Regions from separate parts of the Mus musculus genome. Here region 2 is linked to region 1. The links are chromatin contacts, called in public HiChIP or PLAC-seq maps. All regions are on one chromosome and are shown on one strand. Each heading gives the region's core, a stretch centred on a gene start, on an enhancer-like site or on the middle of the called end of the contact. The rest is flanking DNA. Distances are from core to core; before and after follow the strand shown. Region 1 holds the start of Hnrnpr (heterogeneous nuclear ribonucleoprotein R). Region 2 overlaps Kdm1a (lysine (K)-specific demethylase 1A).

Region 1 (6,290 bases), core at 978-3,477:
AGTATATGGGCCAGACATAATAGTACATACCTTTAATCCCAGCAGGGAGGTGGAGGCCAGCAGACCTCTCTGAGTTAGAGTCTGGCCTGGTTTACATAGTGAGTTTCAGGACAGCCATGGTTACATAGACCCTGGCTCAACAAACAAACAAACAAACAAAATCTTCCTTCAGGTTGTGAAAGCTTTGATATGCATAGTCTACTGCCCTGGAATTTCTCTAAGGTACAAAAGCTTATTTAAATTATTTTATATGTTTGGGTGCTTTTGCCTGCATATATGCTTGCATATCACATGTGTGCCTAGTGTCTAAAAAGGTCAGTGGAGGGCATCAGATCTTCTGGAACTGGAGTATCAGACATTTGTGAACTACCATATTGGCTCTGGGATTGAACCTGGGTCTCTCCAGCCACCAGAACCCCACCCCACAAGTTAGAGCCTGAACTCAGGGCTCTTTGTATGGAAGAACGTGCTCTAACACTGAGCTGTATGCTCCTGGGAGATCTGTGTTTTACATCCCATAATATTGGCTTGGTATTGGACACTAACGGCCTTGTTAGTATTGCTGGGATACAACACCGGTGGGATAATTTATACAGAAGAGGGTTTTTATCTGATCTTGTGTTTGCTTATGTGTGTGTGGAGGGAGGTGCAGACGAAGGTCAGAGGAAGAAAGTGAGTGTCCTGCTCTTCCACCCTCCGCCCTGGAGCTAAACTGGCAGCAAGCTACAGCAATTCTCCGGTTGCAGTCTACATCAGCACTGGAGTTTACAGGTGCATGCGGTCACGCCAGGCTTTTTACTCAAGTGGATGGAGATTCACAGTCAGGTTTTTTTTTTGTGGGGGGGCGGGGTTTCGAGACAGGGTTTCTCTGTATAGCCCTGGCTGTCCTGGAACTCACTCTGTAGACCAGGCTGGCCTGGAACTCAGAAATCCGCCTGACTGCCTCCCGAGTGCTGGGATTAAAGGCATGCGCCACCACTGCCGGGCCACAGTCAGGATTTTAAACTTGCATTTGAGCCGTCTCTCCAGCCCCTAGGACAGGCTTTACAATTTACAGTTCTGGAAGCAGGGAAGTCCAACATTGAGAGCACGCGGGGATAAGGGCCGTCTCCCTACGCTGGAAGCGCAAAAGATGCAGAGAAGATCTAGAGTCAGGCATCAAACTCACAGCCTGGAGGCCTATCAGTCGGCTTTAATGCTTTGAGGGTGGAGTCCTAGTGCCCGAAACACCTCCCACTACCGGCCCCACCTCCCAGCACTACTACATTGGCCATCAAGTTCGTATCAAGTGCACTTTTGCACATGTCCGTTCAAAAACGCATGGGTAGACTAACAATAAACTTTGGTTTATAGGATTTGAGAAACATGATCTCCAGATATGTTTGGAAGCAGATCCCTTGACCTTCTTCACTGAGGTAGTGTTGGGACAGGAGTGACAGGTGAGAGGTTTATGAATAACAGGTATTAGTTTCTTGGAAATGAACCCTTTGCCCGCTTGCCTGGCTTTCAGTCGTTGATCCAGTGACCCTACCTACTCTAGTCTCCAAACTCCGAAGGGTCCCTGCTTTCTGTTAGCGTCACTCTTGAGTCAGATCCACGTTATTCTGTGAGGAGAAGAGCCAAGGAGGGAAACAGGCAGTTTCTCCAGTCATTCTAAGGGATGCTTTTCTACAGAGAAATCTCCAGCGACACGAGTCAAGTCACCCTGAAGTTGTGTTTTGACTAGAGCCAAGATGATCTATTGATGGAGCCCAGCGTGTGGCGAATGGGGTGTGCTCGGGACCTAACGCTCAGAACGGCGGGAGGGAGGATTGGAGATAAGGGACTCCGGCGCGGGGTAGCAGCGCCATTGCGGAGCGTGGCCGCCGGGACCCGAGGGGGCGGGGCTCCGGAGGTGGCCACGCGGCGGGAGGCCTAGATTTTTCAACCTCTTAACGGTGGTAGAAGAAGAGGGAGGAGCTTCGGCCACGCAAGGCCCGCTGCCCCGCAGCCTCGCCACTACCAGGGGCTCCCACCAACAGACCCCTTTGTGTGCATGCCCCCGCCCCGGAGGCGCCGCAGCCAGTGGCGCTGAGACCCCTCATTGGCTCAGCCCGACGGCCACACCGATTGGTCCTCGGAGTCCCCGACGTGAGGGCCGCTTTCCCCTCTCTCTTATTGGCCCGTCAAGCTGCCCGTCATACGGTCTCGTGGGCCGATTGGTCGGCCGCACGGAGTCCCTGGAAGCAGTTCCGGGAAACCCCGCGTGCTGCCGGGATCGCGTCTCGGTCCATGCGAGGGGGGGAGGGGGTGGCGCGCGCGCCATTTCTTGTCGTTTTCAAAGCGCCTCGCGCTGCTTCTCACGGGCCAGGCCGCCAGCCCCCAGCTCTGCCCTGGTGAGTCTCGCGCTGGCCCGTGGGGGGGAGGGGCCGGGAGTCCCGGTCTGACCGGACTCGGCCGGGTCCAGGCTCGGCGCCCTGGCCTGCAGTTTGGGTCTTTGCTCCGAGGCCCCAGGGTGGGGGTGGGGATGGGCCGGGGGCGGCTTCTGCTCCGGCCCGCCGCGCAGCCGCGGGCCTGAGTCCCGCCGCGGCGCCTCCTCTCTCTGTCGCTCATCCTTCTCAGCCCCTCCGGTGCCCCGGTCCCTCGGTCCGCTGTCCTCCGTGCGGCCTGCCGGTCTCGCGGTGCTTTTTCCCGCCTCCGCCCGCCGCTGTCCGCGGCCCCGGTCCGGGCGAAGGGTTTCAGGCGTTTCCCCCTGACCCCGGTGCTTGCCCCCGAGGCCTGCGGTCAGGCCTGGCCCGCCTCTCGCCCGGCGGCCTGTGGGATGTGTTGATAACCGGGTCGCGCCCGAGGGGGTGGGGTGAGCCGAGGGCGGGGTGCAAGTCCCAGGGTTACCTGAGCCGGGAGCAAACTTTTACGGGAGTCGGAGCCGAGGGGCCGAGGTATGGGGGGTGCCTCCCGCCCGATCCCCAACCTGCATGCTTCGAGCCGGGATTTGAAGGAAAAAATGACTACTAAGAGGCCGTGACACTTGGTTTCGAGCGGCGCCTGAGCTAGGTAATTCTGAGAATGTCATAGGCGCTCCAGTTTGGAAAAGCGCTTCTTTTTCTTACACGGTAGTAGCCATGTGGCCAGAATTTTAAGACGAAAGCCCAGGGGTTCTTGAAAGGTTCAGTCCTTTCTCGTTACCTGTTTGGGATTTTTCCCCCCCTTGCCCTTTAAAAGCAGAATGTGTCAGGAGTCAGTCGTAGTGATTAAAGGCTTGATACTCCCGAGCTGTGAGATAACCGTTAGCTTTCCTTGGTTCTTTTAAAAGCCCGTCTCTCAACATTTTGCTTAGAGATGTTCGCCACAAGTCAGGGAGAAGCTAGTACTGACTTCCCGAGTCTCCCAGCGGTCCTTATAAATCTTATTTAAATGACTTTATTTTGTAATTTTCTTTTTTTTGCAAAAATGTTTGTGTCAAAGGGTTCCAGTCACGTTAGAATATTTGCTGCATCCAGAAATATGGTTTGGCTGTGTGGCATTGTTGTTGAATCCCCCCTCTTGATCCGAAGGATTTATTTCCTAGAGTCTATTTTACCTTTTTTTTTTTTTTAGGTTAAAGTTGACAAAATCTGAACATTTTAAAAGTTTTGATATCAATGGTAGTCATAAATGTCTTGTGCTTAATACATAACTTGTCATTTTGCTTCACGCATACTTTTCAAAAACACTCCACCTTAACAGATGTTCATCGAACTTCTCAGTTAATTTCCTCTCCTGTAACATAGTATTCATAGGTGCAGTGCTATGAAGGTCTTGTTACAGAACTTTTGAGTTGTGATCTTCGTATAGTGTTTGTGGGGGAGGAATGGGAAAGCACAAATGTATGTCCACAGAAAGATTTTGGATTTTAGAATGCTTCTTTATAGAACTAGGTTGTTTTAATCAGTAAAAAGGTTCATCTTACATTTTACGTGCTAGTATAGTGGTTTCTTGTGCCAGTTTTGGATGTTTCTATTTTTTGCTAGTTCATCAGAATTTGAGGCTTGCCTTGAGATACATCGTTAAGTACAGTCGCGTCTCTGTAGACATTAGAGGACTAGTGAGAGCTTTGTGATGAGAAGTCATGCAGCTGTCAGGTCATTCTCAGAGTAACACCCTTCACACTCTGCTTCTACTATTGCCTTCCTCTTTCTCCTCTCATTAACTTCAACTAGACATCAGTGGATGTTCAAATGAAGAGTTGTTTTGTGTCAGGAAACAGCATTTGCACAGTGTTTGATGACTGATCAGGAATGGATTGGCTATCTTAAGCTATAGTGCTTGAGGGTGACTTGTGGTTTCTATCTTGTGTCTTCAGGGACAGTAGGCTTTTTCGTGAGACCCAGCTTCATCTTGCCTTTACCTCTGTGCTGTGACATCTCTTGAGCCACCCATTCTCTTCATCACATGGAATGTCACGCACACACTTAATGCCCTGACTTTGAGGTAGTGTAGACTGGCCTTGTATGCTTTTGTGATTTACTCTCTCTTCAGGGAATTGGTCCATTTCAGCATTATATACAGGCTGAACATACAAAATGATTTTGGTAGGTTAATCTGAGAAACCTGACAAAGTTTAGGCCAGTTAGATAGTGTTTGTGAAGTTTTTTTTGCAAGTTGTTTATTCAGTATTTTTTGCAACTTTCTTTCACTGACAAGAAAAATTCCACTCATACTCCTGGGTTTTTTGTTTTGTTTTGTTTTTAAAAACAAGAAGCAACCTCAACTAGAGCTCAATTATTTTTATTTAGACTGTAAACAATGGCTTAGCTTTTAAAGTTGGTCATTTTTTCTTTTAAATCTGTGAATGGGAATAGCAAATTCATCTTAGAACAAAATTAATGTGAAAGTTGTGTTTTTAAGTGAGGTGGAGAGAACCCAAGCCACCAGCTCATTGACCGAGATACAACATGGATTTATTTCATACCTATGTTGTTTCTGAAGCAGAGCTAGGGAAAATGGAAAGTTCTTAAACCTTGATTAAGTGATGTGTGGGTGTTCATTCTGTTTTAAATCAAATTTTAGAACTCTGTAAGCTGAGGGGCCTTTAGGATTTCCTGGTGGTTTGTTGATCTGCTCCCCAGAACACAACGGCTGCTTCTGTTACTCAGCAATTGTACCTGCCGTAAACTCAAGTTCTTCTACCCCAGAGTACATGAAGTTGCTTAAGGATCCGATACTTCCATGTACATTTTCTATAGTTTGACAAGATTATTACTGGAAATATAGGTCAGATGCTCACAAAAGGCATAAAATATTCTGGATAGTTATTAGCAGCATGTGTACAAATTAGTTGAGGTAAATCATGAATTGTCCTACAATCTAGTTATTTCTGGCTTAATGTAATATAGCTCCTGAATTTTTTCCAGCAGCATAATAAAATGGCTAATCAGGTGAATGGTAATGCGGTACAGTTAAAAGAAGAGGAAGAACCAATGGATACTTCCAGTGTAACTCACACAGAACACTACAAGACACTGATAGAGGCAGGCCTCCCACAGAAGGTGGCAGAAAGACTTGATGAAATATTTCAGACAGGTATAATATGCATTTCTTGTTTCTGACTGGTTATGAAAGTGAGGGCAAACCACGTTGAATTTTATAGATTTTAAGGATAAATAATGCTTACTATTTGTGATTTGTGTAGAGCCAATACTTTCCCTTCATTGAGGGCATATTGGGTTTGACTTTATTCCTGTTTCATTATTTTGAAGCCTTAGTGTTGAATATGCAGACTTAGTTGTTTCAGAACAGAACATCAATTTGTCTTAGATTTACTACCAATTAAAATGTATGTTTCAGCATACCAAATTTTACATTTCCCCCTAACCTAAATCAGTCATCATTTTGCTTTTACTTTTCTACTTTTAGCTTTTTAAAAGTGATTGTTAAGTCAGTGTAGGTCTGATTAGGTGGCATAAGAGGAATAGTTAGACTGTATTGTCTGAAACGATAATATATGTCATACTCCGTGAGAGTTTGTGGCCTGTCTAGTTTCTAATAGACAGAAATTCACATCTCTCGGGTAATTTGGAAGTGTTTGGCTTGCAACAGCTGTTTTTTGTTTTTGATTTTTTTCTTAATGTGTAAGTCCCATGGTTAAGTGCTTAAGCAAATTTGAACATCTTAATATGGTTGGTTGTAGGTGGTTTGAAGTTTTAAACAGGGAGAGAAATATTTACCCTTAGGGAATGGTGTTCGTAAATAAATGTGTCCTCCTTTGGGGCCATAGATGGAAACTTTCTTCCTCTGTGTTTGTGTGCCTATCCAGATCAGGAGAGAGAATT
Region 2 (6,290 bases), core at 1,885-4,384, 260 kb after region 1:
TACTCACCTTCCTCAGCCCCAGTGTGCAACCACGGCTGAAGTCCTAAACTGCAACTCACAAATGTGTTCCCTCCCTCTGTGACCCTGTCCCGCCAGCCACTTCCACACACCCTCATGCCCTGTCTCTTCTGTAGCAATGTCTCTAACCCTTGGCAAATCTGCCTCAGCTTGATCTTGCTGACAGGCTTTGTGCATGTTCTTTCACTCCGGAACCCAGAACACTGGGGCGGGGAACTAGGACCTGAGTCGCAAACCAGGTTGGTTTGAGTAGACATTAATTAGCAACTGCAACACTTCTGGGTAGCAGTTATTTTTTAGACTCTCTTTCCCTGAAGAAGAAACAGGAAAAATTAAACAAACTGGGAAAATGGGAGTACATTATAATACTCTTCCTACTTCTGTAGTTTTTAAAAAAATTCCATAATAAAAACTGGAGGGGTGCTACTCCCATATAAGTAACAATAGATTGCAGCAGGGAACCTGTCTTCAACTTTATTTTTTTTTACTGACTTTTGTCAGTAAATTATTAGTAACTTTTTATAAGTTACTAATAAGTTAGCATCAATTATATCCCTTCTCTCTCATTCCATTCTTATTTTGTTAGATGTCTCTCACAAATAAGCCCTGGAAAGAAATCTGCACATCTGGTAGACATAACCCAAGGCGTTTCCTTAACATCAGCCTCTTTCTGATCTGAAGCCCACAAAGCCCAGAGACAGATGTCCCCTGAGATCATCATCCTGTAAAACTTAAGAGCAGGGAATCTTATCACTCTGGTAACAATAACTAAGCTATACATATACAATACATAGCAAACTTTCTTTCTCAAAATACAAAGTTAGCCATATGTTTACATTCTCAGACAGTGTTTCTCATCCTGACAGGGGAGCTGGTCAAATTTCTGCTAAACACAAACTTCTGAATTTTACTCATACCTGCAAAATCAGGATTGCCAGGGGCAGCCTAGGCATGTCTGACCAAGGCCCGAGCTCTCACATCTCAAACCAATCACCATGTTGCTGCTAATCTCACACCAAGGACAAGAAGCTCCTAGGCCTCTAACCATAAGCACTAACTTACTCTACCTCTGGATAAGTGTCCCCGGCTGTTTGCTAGCCCTCCTGTCAGAAGCCTCTATCTATACACAAAGGGAAGTGACAGAGCACACAGAGCTAAAGCACATGATGGAGGGACAGCACAGAAATAGGAAGACTCAGGTTCAATTCCATAGGTCTATTGAAAAAAATTGGCTAGGGCCAATTAGCTGTGTGGCCAGCCTTCAGTCAATTCCTACAGACAAAATGCCTAGGCAGACATGTAAATTTGCACATATACCATCATCTCTTCCTAAATAACTCAGAGTTAAGAAAACAGCTAGAAAAACAGCAATTGTTTCTAAGTCTGTATAGTCACACCATGCTCATCTCTCTTCTCGGTCTGTATACTCATAGCATGCTCAGTCATACAGTTCCCTAAAATGATTTCCAACCGAACCAAAGAAATTTTGAAAAGCTGTTTGTCATCAACTTACAGCTTGTCCATTGGCTTCATAAAGTGGGCATTTTTGCTTGATCTTGGCCAGTTCCATATTTACTTGTTTGCTGACGACAGCCATGGGATTCCCTCCTAGGAAAAAACTCAAACAAAGTCAGCCTACCCTTGAAAAGGAAAACCTCAAAGTCAAATTTTCTTTACTCAAAACAAAAACTTGCTAAATTCAGCCTTGGTGGCCTATGCCGGTACTGCAGCCCTTTCAAGGTGAGAGACAGGAAGGCAGAGTGGTGTCCAAGGCCAGCCAGCTATGCAATGAGACACCCTGCAGAATAAGCAAGGGCAGGCATAGAACTCAGTACTAGAGCTGGTCTCCCATTTTCAAGGCACTGAGCTGGATCCCCAGCAGCACTGCCAAAAAACTGAGTAAGCAGCTGACAATGCAGGATGTTAATTATATCTTCTATTCTAAAGCTCATGGGGAAAACGTAGACCAAGGTAAAAAAATTAAATAAGCCAGGCGCTTTTAATCTCAGCACTTGGGAGGCAGAGGCAGGTGAATCTCTGCATTTGAGGCCAACCTAGTCTACAGAGCGAGTTCTAGGACAGCCAGGGCTACACAGAGAAACCCTGTTCAGAAAAAAATGGGGGGGGGGCGCGGGGGGTTTATATTGCTCATAATCCTTTAAGTTAATGTTTTAATACAGAGCTTTCTGTGTACAGTTACAGGCTTCACATAAAAGGGTTATAACCCATTCTGTGATAGTTATAATTTAGCAATACATTGCAAACATGTTATGCTATGAAGCTATAATTCTTAGTGGATATTCATGTCTCACCATATAATAATTTAATCTTCTAATGTGGTTTCTAATGCTGTGCCATTAGAAACAATGTTGTGTTGGAAATGATCCAAACACAGCATCATTCACTGGTCTGTTTGCTCAGGATAAATTCTTTAAACTATAAAAAGACGCCCTAGTGTCAAAAGCCTTGTACAATTCCCATTTTTCCGCCTTCAGAAAGGATAATTGGCAAGGTGCCTTCCACTAATAGAATAAGGACCTGCTGTGATTTGAATATACTTTGCCCCCTCAAAACACAGGTTGGACCAGGTTGTAGTGGCACACGCCTTCAATCCTAGCACTTGGGGGGTGGGGACACAGAAGCAATTGGATCTCTGTGAGCTCCAGGTCAGCCTGGATTGAGTTCCAGGACTTCCAGAGCTACTGAGAGAAACCCTGTCTCATTAAAACAAAACACACTCAGAACCAAAACAACAAACTCAGGCTGGAGTTTAATTCCCACTCTGAGAATTCCCACTTAATCCTCCTATTCAAAAGGTAAACGCTTTGGAGATGATATGATAGGTGAACTTGATTGACTGACTCTTATTAGCCTTAGGAGGGTGAAACATAAAGGCACTCACATACGGTTTCTTGCCATGTGATCTGAACTCCCAGAGACTATTAGCAAGAAGCCTAACAGATCACTGCTCCTATGGCCTAGAACCACAACTATAAGGAAATTAAGTAAACTCTCATTATGACTCTGTCTGTGCTGTGTCCCTATGACTGTCTGTCTGTCTGTAGTGTGTCCCTATGACTCACTCACTATCTGTCTGTGGTGTGTCCCTATGACTCACTCACTGTCTGTCTGTGGTGTGTCCCTATGACTCACTCACTGTCTGTGGTATGTTCCTATGACTGTCTGTCTGTCTGTCTGTCTGTCTGTCTGTGGTGTGTGTCTATGACTCCTGTCTGTCTATGGTGTGTCCCTATGATTCACTCTCTGTCTGTGGTAAGTCACTATGACTTACTGTCTATGAGTCCCCAGTTAGTATATTATAAGAGTAACTATTGGTTTAAATGTAAGCGCTTTCTCATTTTAGATTGTGTAATGCAGTATCAAATTAAACTACTTACCAAGACCTGTTACAACCATGGCGCCAAGATCAGCTACATAGTTTCCTTTTCGAAATGTAGCAACTCGTCCACCTACTCGATCCTGTTTGTTAGAGATGAAACGGTCCGAGTCATCTAGGCTGTTTTAACCATAACTAAGCACAGCAGAGCCGCTACTCTACTCTACCATACCTGACACTCAGCTGTTCTCAGTGCACAGGACTCACAAGGCCCACTCAAAAACTATATGCTTATAAATTCCAACACTAGACGACTCTCTGCCACCGTGAACTGATGCTCATCCTTTGGTTACCACAGTCCTTTGCAGTGAGGATGAGAATTACATCAAGCTGCCCCAGCCAGTGTTAGACTGATGATCTCCCAGAAGGCCAAGCAGTCTGGGCCACAGAGACAGTCACTGGTTGTTGTAACTGTATCTTTAGATCAATAACTTCTCTGACAAATGTCCTCTGCCAAGGAACCTGATGCCCAGGAACACAAACTGGTAACAATAGATTTTAGTCCTAAACAGGTCCAGGCTTATGTCTACTGATTAAGGTTTCGGGGATAGAAAAACCTTACTGAGTTACAGTGGTAACTTAAAATTACTGAAAATATCAAAACACCCTGTAAACTTGAGATACACTACAAAAACTGCAGAGCAAAACTTTACGAGCTATAACGTGGGAAGGATCACAATGACCTGCTAAGCCTTCCTTCCTTTACTCTTAACACACAGTACAGAGTACATACAAAAGCAACAGCCTATCAGGAAAACCATTTTCATGTCCCCATGCTCTATTTAAATATTATTTAAAAAATTAAAACTTCATAAAAAGCCATTTTAAATTAACTACATATAGTATTTTAAAGATTTTATAAAATGCTTAAATGTTTAGGTTACTAAGAAAGTTTCTTTCATTTTTTTAAATAAAAAAATCAGTCACTGGAAGGCAAAATATGGAAGAAAAAAAAAAAAAGGATGTATACAAACCACTTTTCTAACAGCTCCCTGAAGTGACCTGCTCTCACCCTCTCCACCTCAGTTTCTACTTCCAGATCTGGGAATGATGAACTACTTCTCCTAGCTTTAGCTGCTCCTGAAAGACCTGCTCTACCGAACATAATTCCCTTTCCCTATCTAGCAAACAAGGGATATAATTTAATAACTGAAATATCACCTCCTACAAAGTTTATGACCACCCCAAATTAAAGCGCTAACTTTAGAGCTGGAGAGAGAACTCACTGGTTAAGAGTACTGGATGCTCTCGTAGAGGATCTGAGCTCAATTCCCAGCAGCCCCGAGTGACTCACAACCAACTCAATCCAGCTCAAGAGATGTGATGCCCTCTTCTGGGAGCCTACACTCACATGTGCACATAGTCACACCCAGATATATGCATAAAACACACAATTATAACCCTTAAAGCAGACAGAGTGCTAAAGGTAAAAACCTATCTGAAATTATCCACCCCAAGGACTGACGGATCCTTTATGAACTCCACAGTCATTGATCACCTTCTAAAGATCTACTGTCAAAAATAATTTAGCAAAAATATAGCTCAATGGTAGAGCATTTATTTAACTACTGTGTGCAAGGCTCTTGGGTTTGATTCCCAGCACCAAATAATCATAATATAAATAAAAGCTACAGCACCAACACTAAAGAGTATCCCAAGAATATTCTGTAACACCACAGAAACCAGCCTGGGCAAGCACATGGTAATTCTCTACCATGTTTCCATTAGATCAGGCCTCTAATCCCAAAATCTAACTCTTACCCTGGCTTCCAGAAGTGTGACATCCATCCCAAAACTCTGTAGCTGTCGAGCTGCTGCCAAGCCAGAAACACCTGAACCTATAATAATCACCTTTCCTGTCTTTTTAACTGAAAGGGAGAAAAGAGAACAAAAATTATAATATTTTATAATTCTGAGTTTGCATGTTTTTCTTCTCATGAAAACTTTTGGCTTTTTAATGTAATGTCTTAAACAATTCAGTTACTTTCAAACTGTAGAGACTGTGGAAATTATAAATGTCAGAAACTTGTAGAAATTAATTCAATACTGTAAACTTGTAACTGAACGTACAGGTCTGAGCCATTATTAGTAATTTGAAGTTCTGTGGCCTAACCACTCAGGAAGGCCTTCACAACTGTACCAATGTGAGCCATCCTCTTTAAGAGTCTCACTTCTGTTTAAGTTAGTATTCCTGTCTGAAAATATTAATTTTTTTCCAGAATATCTTTATCTCTCAGATCCCTGGCAGCAGACATTGCTCAAACAGCACGAATAGGGCAAATACTTAGAAAGCAAGAGGAACCACAGAGGAAAGCCTCAAACCTGCTGCCTGCCTAACTAACTTCTCCCATTTCTAACAACTCTTTAATTCAAAGTTTTAAAAACTGGAATTATTCTCTTCCTAAAACCTTCTCAAACAGGAAATTCGAAGAAATGTACATTCATTCATTCATTCATTCATTAATTCATTCATTCATTTAACTTTTGACTTATAATCTTGAGATTATTTTCACTAACATTAATGAAAGTAAAATGTCACCAGCACCACAAATATTAAACACAGACCTAAAAGTATAACTAAAAGCCACTTATTTCATTTGGTAGGGAAGTCCTTACTTGGTAAGGGTTTTATCCTCTTGTAGATGCCGAAGTTGATAAGACCATGGCGCTCTAAGTAACTGTGAACTCGGTGGACAAGCACAGTATCGCCTGTAGAGCACATTAAAAACATGTTCATATTTCCAACAGTTTAAACAATAAGCTATACTAATTCTTCTCTCTCTAGTGTGAAGCCTTCATACACACAACTCATGTGACCCTTGGACAAGTGATGCCTTTAGCAAACAAAGGCACAGTACTATCAGGCTGTAACATA

What was found. HiChIP or PLAC-seq counts read pairs in DNA pulled down with a chosen protein or histone mark.
Region 2: a contact with region 1 is called in an H3K4me3 HiChIP or PLAC-seq map of bone marrow-derived macrophages, with 2.4 times the contacts expected there. The contact joins the enhancer-like site here to the promoter of Hnrnpr in region 1. A contact is called at or near these places in 14 of 39 promoter capture datasets (3T3-L1-derived adipocytes, the C10 cell line, the HPC-7 cell line and 9 more), 1 of 484 Hi-C or Micro-C datasets (DN3 thymocytes), 13 of 115 datasets of contacts at active chromatin or transcription factors (CD8 T cells, the NIH/3T3 cell line, the SCID.adh cell line and 7 more) and 3 of 9 other capture datasets (adipose tissue, liver and pancreatic islet).

Annotation. Positions count from the first base shown.
Region 1 is chr4:136,308,715-136,315,004 of GRCm38.p6, forward strand. Hnrnpr (heterogeneous nuclear ribonucleoprotein R) reads left to right here and starts at 2,228. Exons shown (of 11, transcript NM_001277121.1): 1 at 2,228-2,375; 2 at 5,376-5,541. The coding sequence starts at 5,385.
Region 2 is chr4:136,567,042-136,573,331 of GRCm38.p6, forward strand. It overlaps Kdm1a (lysine (K)-specific demethylase 1A), which reads right to left. Exons shown (of 20, transcript NM_001347221.1): 6 at 6,032-6,124; 7 at 5,177-5,283; 8 at 3,417-3,498; 9 at 1,532-1,626. Among named protein-coding and RNA genes, the nearest start is that of Kdm1a, 33 kb to the right of the region's middle. Within about 2 kb of position 3,135, at least 72 of the 459 cell types and tissues checked have an H3K27ac peak or open chromatin away from gene starts, as enhancers often do. A contact at or near this core is called in DN3 thymocytes and bone marrow-derived macrophages, where this site is marked.